2 separate regions of the Hordeum vulgare genome follow, and region 1 is linked to region 2. A link is a contact called in public Hi-C data. All regions are on one chromosome and are shown on one strand. Each heading gives the region's core, a stretch centred on a gene start, on an enhancer-like site or on the middle of the called end of the contact. The rest is flanking DNA. Distances are from core to core; before and after follow the strand shown.

Evidence for each region. Hi-C and Micro-C count contacts between places; a contact is called where the count stands out from the background.
Region 1: a Hi-C map of seedling shows a contact between it and region 2, with 6 times the contacts expected there. The contact joins the promoter of LOC123396579 here to the promoter of LOC123400070 in region 2. A contact is called at or near these places in 4 of 6 Hi-C or Micro-C datasets (leaf and seedling) and 1 of 1 datasets of contacts at active chromatin or transcription factors (embryo).

What each region holds. Positions count from the first base shown.
Region 1 is chr5H:310,799,003-310,802,476 of MorexV3_pseudomolecules_assembly, reverse strand. LOC123396579 (cysteine protease XCP1-like) reads left to right here and starts at 1,898. Exons shown (of 2, transcript XM_045091476.1): 1 at 1,898-3,007; 2 at 3,108-3,474. The coding sequence starts at 2,159. The coding sequence ends at 3,329.
Region 2 is chr5H:310,394,264-310,397,561 of MorexV3_pseudomolecules_assembly, reverse strand. It overlaps LOC123400070 (scarecrow-like protein 9), which reads left to right and starts at 1,647. Exons shown (of 3, transcript XM_045094468.1): 1 at 1,647-2,105; 2 at 2,394-3,298. The coding sequence starts at 1,967.

The DNA.
Region 1 (3,474 bases), core at 649-3,148, 400 kb before region 2:
CCAATATACTCCTACTTTGAAGTTGAAGTTACACTTCATCACAAGCAAAATTAATACATTATGTAAGGGTCCATCAGGCAATCTGAAAAGAACGTAGTCACACTACAAATCCAAGATCACACATACATAAGCAACAAGTCGTAGTCGCACTACAAATCCATATTGAAATTCATATTCATACAATCACTACACCAATTCATGAAGATCTGGCACCCAAGCGGATCATCAGCGGATCCACAAGAAAGTTTACCCATAGTATAGATGTCGTGATAGATAACCAAGGGTATAGATATACACATGTTGAACTGCTTGACAGCAAACTAATATCAGCAGAAGATCAGTTTATGCCTTTTCCTGAATGTTTATAGTACAGCATTGTGCATGAAAGAAAAATGTTCCTGCAAAGCTAAAAGCAACCAACAAAAAAAAACTTACATGCATTAGCTTGCTTTGGCTTTTCTGTGGTCTAAAAAGAGAAATAAGTATATGTCACGAAATGATGTCACTGTATGCACATGACAGAGTATGATGAGCATGATGCCCCTCTTTTACTCCAAGTAGCAAGTGTAATCACCAAGAGATAACATTTCCTTACTTTCTTTCAAAAGGTACATGTTTTTTTAAGGAAAGGCACACACGACCACGGTACTTTTCTGAAACAATCTGGTGAACGCAGAGAAAATCGGTTATTTGCCATTTTCAAAACCGGGCTTCGCAAAACTGCCACTGTCAACATTGGCTTCGGAAAAATGCCACCCAGCTCGTGGGCACCTTGATTAACATGCCATTCTTCCTTTTCCTATTTATTTTTCTTTTCTTTTCCATTTTCTGGCAGCTGAAAGGACCAAAATGCCCTTAGATCTTACAGCCTTACTCGATGTGTTTGTGGCCTGGTTTGGATGGATTGCTGGTGGCTAGCACATCCTTGTCGTCAGATTGCTTGCATTATCTGTCTTCACAACTTGCACGCACGCATCCGTCTCCTCCTGCAACTGCTGCCGCCAACACGCCAAAAGGGCAAGCTGCGCTGGCGCGCATATAGGTGTGGACGAGCAGCAGCGGCGAGAGGCGGTGGCTCGCGCACAGGCATCTGCCAGGTTGCACCGGCCCGTGCAAACGTGGACTAGCACCGACGGCAAGCTGCAAGCATGAACGCGACAAGGGCGAGCACCGCCGACGAGCTGCAGGGTGCAGGCATCAGCTCGACAAGGGCGAGCAGCGGTTGCTCACACAGGCATGGTCAAGCTAGGGCGGCGAGCCGCGATGCTGCGCGCAGGCGTGGGCTAGCAACTGCGGCGACCGGTGGTACCTCACATGGGCATGCTCCAGCTAAGATGGCGAGCCATGATGGTGTGTGGAGGCGTGGGTTAGCAACAGTGGCGGTCGGCGGTGTCCAGCGATTGAAGCAAGACGTGCAGGCGATCAGGGATGCGGCAAGCACGAACTCATCCGCTTTAAGCGCTCTTATATGATGCTAAATACGTGAAGATAGCAGTAGATATCACCAGGGATACTTTGGTTCTTTCAGGTGTCAGAAAATGGAAAAGAAAAATAAAATCAATGAAAAAAGGCGAAATGGCTTCTTAATCAAAATGCACACGAGTTGGGTGGCATTTTTACGAATTCAATGTTAAAAGTGGCAATTTTACGAAGCCCCATATCGAAAATGGCAAATAGCCAATTTTCTCGGTGAACACATATAGTAGAAAACATTGTACTTCACTATTTTCAGCTTGCTGTGACAAGAAGCATTTCCCTGGAAAAGACTCATGACAACCTCTTGACACTGATAGTTCACCCATCAGGTTGTATGTACCTTCTTCTTCTTTAGGTATATGCACTAAGATTTTGCTTTCAGTGAGGTCCAGAGGCACTAAGATTTCGTCTGAACTTTCTTGCAGGCACCACAAACAGAAAGAGATGCTCACTCTGAACCTAGCATACATGCTTGGAAGCCAAGTCTCGCCGTCAGAGATCAAAGCTTAAAGCCTTGGCATGATCCAGAAAAAACACTCAATGGTGCATCTTATCTTCTCTCCATTTGACTTTGCTTTGAAGCAATTCAATGGCATGCCCAAATTGAGACTACAAATACATGCATCCTGTCCTCCATCCTGCAACTAACTGACCGCCAACACTTGCATTCCTGGCATCAAGCATGGCTTCTCCTCAGCATCTGATGAAGCTTTCGGGTGCTCTTCTCCTCCTCTGCGTCGGCGCGTGTGTGGCCCGCAACAGTGACTTCTCCATTGTTGGCTACTCGGAGGAGGACCTGTCGTCCAACGAAAGACTCGTCGAGCTGTTTGAGAAGTGGCTGGCCAAACACCAGAAGGCGTACGCGAGCTTCGAGGAGAAGCTGCACAGGTTCGAGGTGTTCAAGGACAACCTGAAGCACATCGACAAGATCAACCGGGAAGTGACCAGCTACTGGCTCGGCCTCAACGAGTTTGCCGACCTCACCCATGACGAGTTCAAGGCCGCCTACCTCGGCCTCGATGCCGCTCCGGCTCGCCGGGGCAGCAGCCGGAGCTTCAGGTACGAGGACGTGAGCGCCAGCGACCTGCCCAAGTCTGTGGACTGGAGGAAGAAGGGCGCGGTGACAGAGGTGAAGAACCAGGGGCAGTGCGGCAGCTGTTGGGCCTTCTCGACGGTGGCGGCGGTGGAAGGGATCAACGCCATCGTGACAGGCAACCTGACCGCGCTGTCGGAGCAGGAGCTCATCGACTGCAGCGTCGATGGCAACAGCGGCTGCAATGGCGGCTTGATGGACTACGCCTTCTCCTACATCGCGTCCAGTGGCGGGCTGCACACCGAGGAGGCGTACCCCTACCTCATGGAGGAAGGCAGCTGCGGCGACGGCAAGAAGGCCGAGTCGGAGGCGGTGACGATCAGCGGCTACGAGGATGTGCCGGCCAATGACGAGCAGGCGCTGATCAAGGCTCTCGCCCACCAGCCCGTGTCCGTGGCCATCGAGGCCTCCGGCAGGCACTTCCAGTTCTACAGCGGGGTAAGCATGCATATCGTCTTTCTATTCTAGCAACGGAAAAGAAAACACCATTTCTTTTGGAAAGAAGCTGCGATATGACACCATTTCTTGGTTGTTGCAGGGAGTTTTCGACGGTCCATGCGGCGCGCAGCTAGATCACGGCGTGGCGGCGGTCGGGTACGGGTCGGACAAGGGGAAGGGCCACGACTACATCATCGTGAGGAACTCGTGGGGCGCCCAGTGGGGCGAGAAGGGTTACATCAGGATGAAGAGGGGCACCAGCAACGGCGAGGGCCTCTGCGGCATCAACAAGATGGCCTCCTACCCAACCAAGGACAACTGATGCTCCAAGCTCAGATGCTGCATCCATCCAGAGGATTGAAGATTTGAACCATCCTTGAGAGTCCTTGTTCCCGATCTTTGCATTTCCCTGCTTTTTCTTTCACTTTTTTTCTTATCTCAAGAGTTCCTTTAATTCGGTTAAAACG
Region 2 (3,298 bases), core at 398-2,897:
GGCGGCGGAACTCCCGATCTAGGTTTCTTTTTGGGGGTTTCTGTATTTATAGGAATTTATGGCGGTTGAATTACGTCGGTTGGGCCCACGAGGAGGTCACAAGCCTGCTAGGCCGAGCCTGGGGGGGGCTCCTGGGCTTGTGACTCCCTCGTGGCTCTTCTGGCCTTCTTCCAAAGCTTCGGGAGTCTCTTCTGGTCCAAAAAAAATCATCGCAAAAGTTTTATTCCATTTGGACTCCTTTGATATTCTTCTCTGAAAAAGGTCAAAAACACGAAAAAAAACAGAAACTGGCACTTGGCACTGAGTTAATAGGTTAGTCCCAAAAAGATATAAAATAGCATATTCATGCATATAAAACATTCTAAGTTGACAAGATAATAGCATGGAACCGTAAAAAATTATAGATACGTTGGGGACGTATCACCGCCGCGCCGCGCCGCGCCGCGGGTTGCGGGAATGAGCCGAGCTCATACCTACGCGCTTATTTTTGCCGGTCAGGAACGGAGAATACGTAACGGATGCGCCACGATCTGAGACGTCGGATCGTGGGCTGTTACCGACTCGGACGTGGGTTTAGCCCACGTCTCTCCACCCGGCCGCCTATATAAGCAGGGCTAACGCCAACCCTAGCCGTCACGAGAATCAGATCACATCTGCCTCACGCGCTCGTTCCTTTGCTGCCGCTGCCGCCGGCGACTCCGTCCCGTTCACCGCATACACGGTCGACGGGAGTGCAGGCCTCCGAAACCCTGCCTCTCCGGTTCCTGTACGGGAGAGGGGCGATTAGGTTTCTGGGGAGCGATCACGCGACTGCTCGCCTCCGTCCATCTGCTTCCTCTACATCCATGTCATCCTCATCATCGCCATGGCTGAACCATCTGAGGCCGATCGTCTCACCCTTGAAGCTGAGAAGAAGGCGTCAGATGATGCTGCCGCCGTCAACGTTGCTGCTACGGTCAAGTGGCCGGCTCGAGGGTATAACCTATTTATCCACTCGTGTTCGTTTCGATCATAACAATGCTACTTGCATGCATAGATGTATCAACTATATGCGTAGTATGTGCTAGATTAGTTCATGATCACTATGTCATTAGTATAGTCAACACCATACTAGTTATTATCTCGTGGATTAATCTACTCAAAAAATTACCTATTTACTCAACAAATCCTATGTAGGAATATGAATGCATTTCTATGAACCAAAGGATCTTAATTTTTTTTCTTCAAAAAATCATATCCTATAAAATTCCTGTAAACCAAAGAAGGCTGAACAGGAAGACAAAAGAAAAGAAGAAAGTAGGGACGTAGAAGAAGAAGTATACAATGTATTAGGACAATAGCATCATGTATATTGTTTCGAATTGACAGACTTTTCAATATTTCAGATGGCGCGATTGGACGGCGGTGTAGGTCCGTGCGAGTTTCTCCACCAAGACCCGGCTCCACGTCGCCACCAGCAGTCCATCAGCACACGTGCCAGAATGTATTTCCCAACAAGCCCGAGGGTGTTTCTCCAACTCTTGCTTGGTAGTGTAGTGAGGTGTATGCGAATAATAACAATAATCAAGCGTAATGCAGAGGGGGCGTCGCATTCGGCGTTGCTGAAAAGAAGAAAAATGCTCACATGCAGAGGGAGAGGGAGCCACCATCATCGAGGTTCTGGAAATCTCTGAGACCTCGATTATCTTTTACTACTGTAGGAGTAGTACTTAGCCAGCCACCATCACGGGACGAGATTTCTTTTCCTTTTACTACTAGCTCCGGGACGGGTCCAACTCCCAAGAGACCTCGCCGCTGGGGAACTGAGCAAAAGGAGCAAGGAAAGGAATCCCTCCGCTCAGCCGCGCACACTTGATCCCCGCCCCCAATCAAACCTTCCCTCCCTTCCTCTCTCTCTCTCTCCTCCCCCCCGCCGATCCCGCGCGGCGACCGGAGGCCCGGCTGCGGCGGCGCGTGCGGGCAGGCGATGACATCCACCCCGCAGCCTCCCCGGGATCTCGCGCACGCCGCCCCGCCCGCGCAGGACCTCACCGGCCTCGGCCTCGGCCTCGCAGCCGCGAGGTCCCTCCGCCACCGCCCACCACGCCAAGGATCGAAGCCTTCAGGTGAGCCCACCTCGCCAGCGTCAGCCCGTGATCCGCCCGCCTGTCGTCGCCGCCAGCCTGCGAAGTCATATACTCCTACCTGTTTGTATTGGTATTTCCAGTCGTTTGTTGCTTGCCCTTGCCATGCGCGTCATGTGATACCAGCAGATTTCACTTCTCAAGTGCAGCGCTCTAGTGCGTTCCCTTCCTGTTATTTTCTGCTCAGGAATCAAATAGATGCTTCACCCCGAACTCGATCAACCACTTGCCATCTTCTCTCTGACTGAAGAATTCCATCATGTTTGGCAGGTTCTGTGGAGCACCAGACCATTTCAGGCTCACTGATCCACTCAATGATTCAGTTCTGCGGAGCACCAGAGTACTTCATGTTCAACGATCCGCAGCCGGTGATCTCGCCCCATGTGGCCGCGGAACCCGGTCCCAATGCTCCCGTCGCCACCCTCTCCAGGGCCACCAACACAGAGACTGACAACCCCGAAGACTGGGAGTTCATCTCGGACGAGTCGCTCAACTATATCAGCCGGATGCTCATGGAGGAGGACATTGATGAGAAGGTCAGCGTGTACCAGGAGGAGTCAGCCACACTCCGTGCCACCGCAAAGCCCTTCTATGACATACTTGGGCACAAGTTCCCGCCGTCCCCTGACCGCACGCTCATGCGTTGGTCCCTGGACAGCCCCAGCGAGAGCAGCAGCAGTGGTCAGGCCCAGTCCTCGTCCAGTGTGGCTACTAGCTGCAGCGTCGGTGGTTCTGTTCATAGCTACCAGTGCCATGACGTTGGACACTCTGAGCAGCTGCAAGCTCATCGGGGCTTGTGTGGCCGATCTTCTCAGCCACTGGTTGTCCCATCAAGTGCTGTTTCTGATGCAGCAGACTCACTAGAAGATCCTTTGATCACCAACGGCAGGATCCCCGAGTATTTGTTCGAGAGCCTTCCAACTTGGGATTTCAGGAGAGGTGTTGAGGAAGCACAGAAGTTTCTCCCTGGTGGTCATAAGCTAGTGATTGATTTAGAAGCTGCTGGTGTCTCAAAGCCTCAAGAAGCAGTGAAAGACATTCCTTTCAATGTCAGCAAGACAGAGGTCTTGAAGGCCAAGAAAAACAGACAGAGTGAAGATCTTGACTTGATAGAAGGACGGAACATTAAACAGTCTGCATTCTGTTCCGATGAGCCTGATGATTGGGTTGAGATG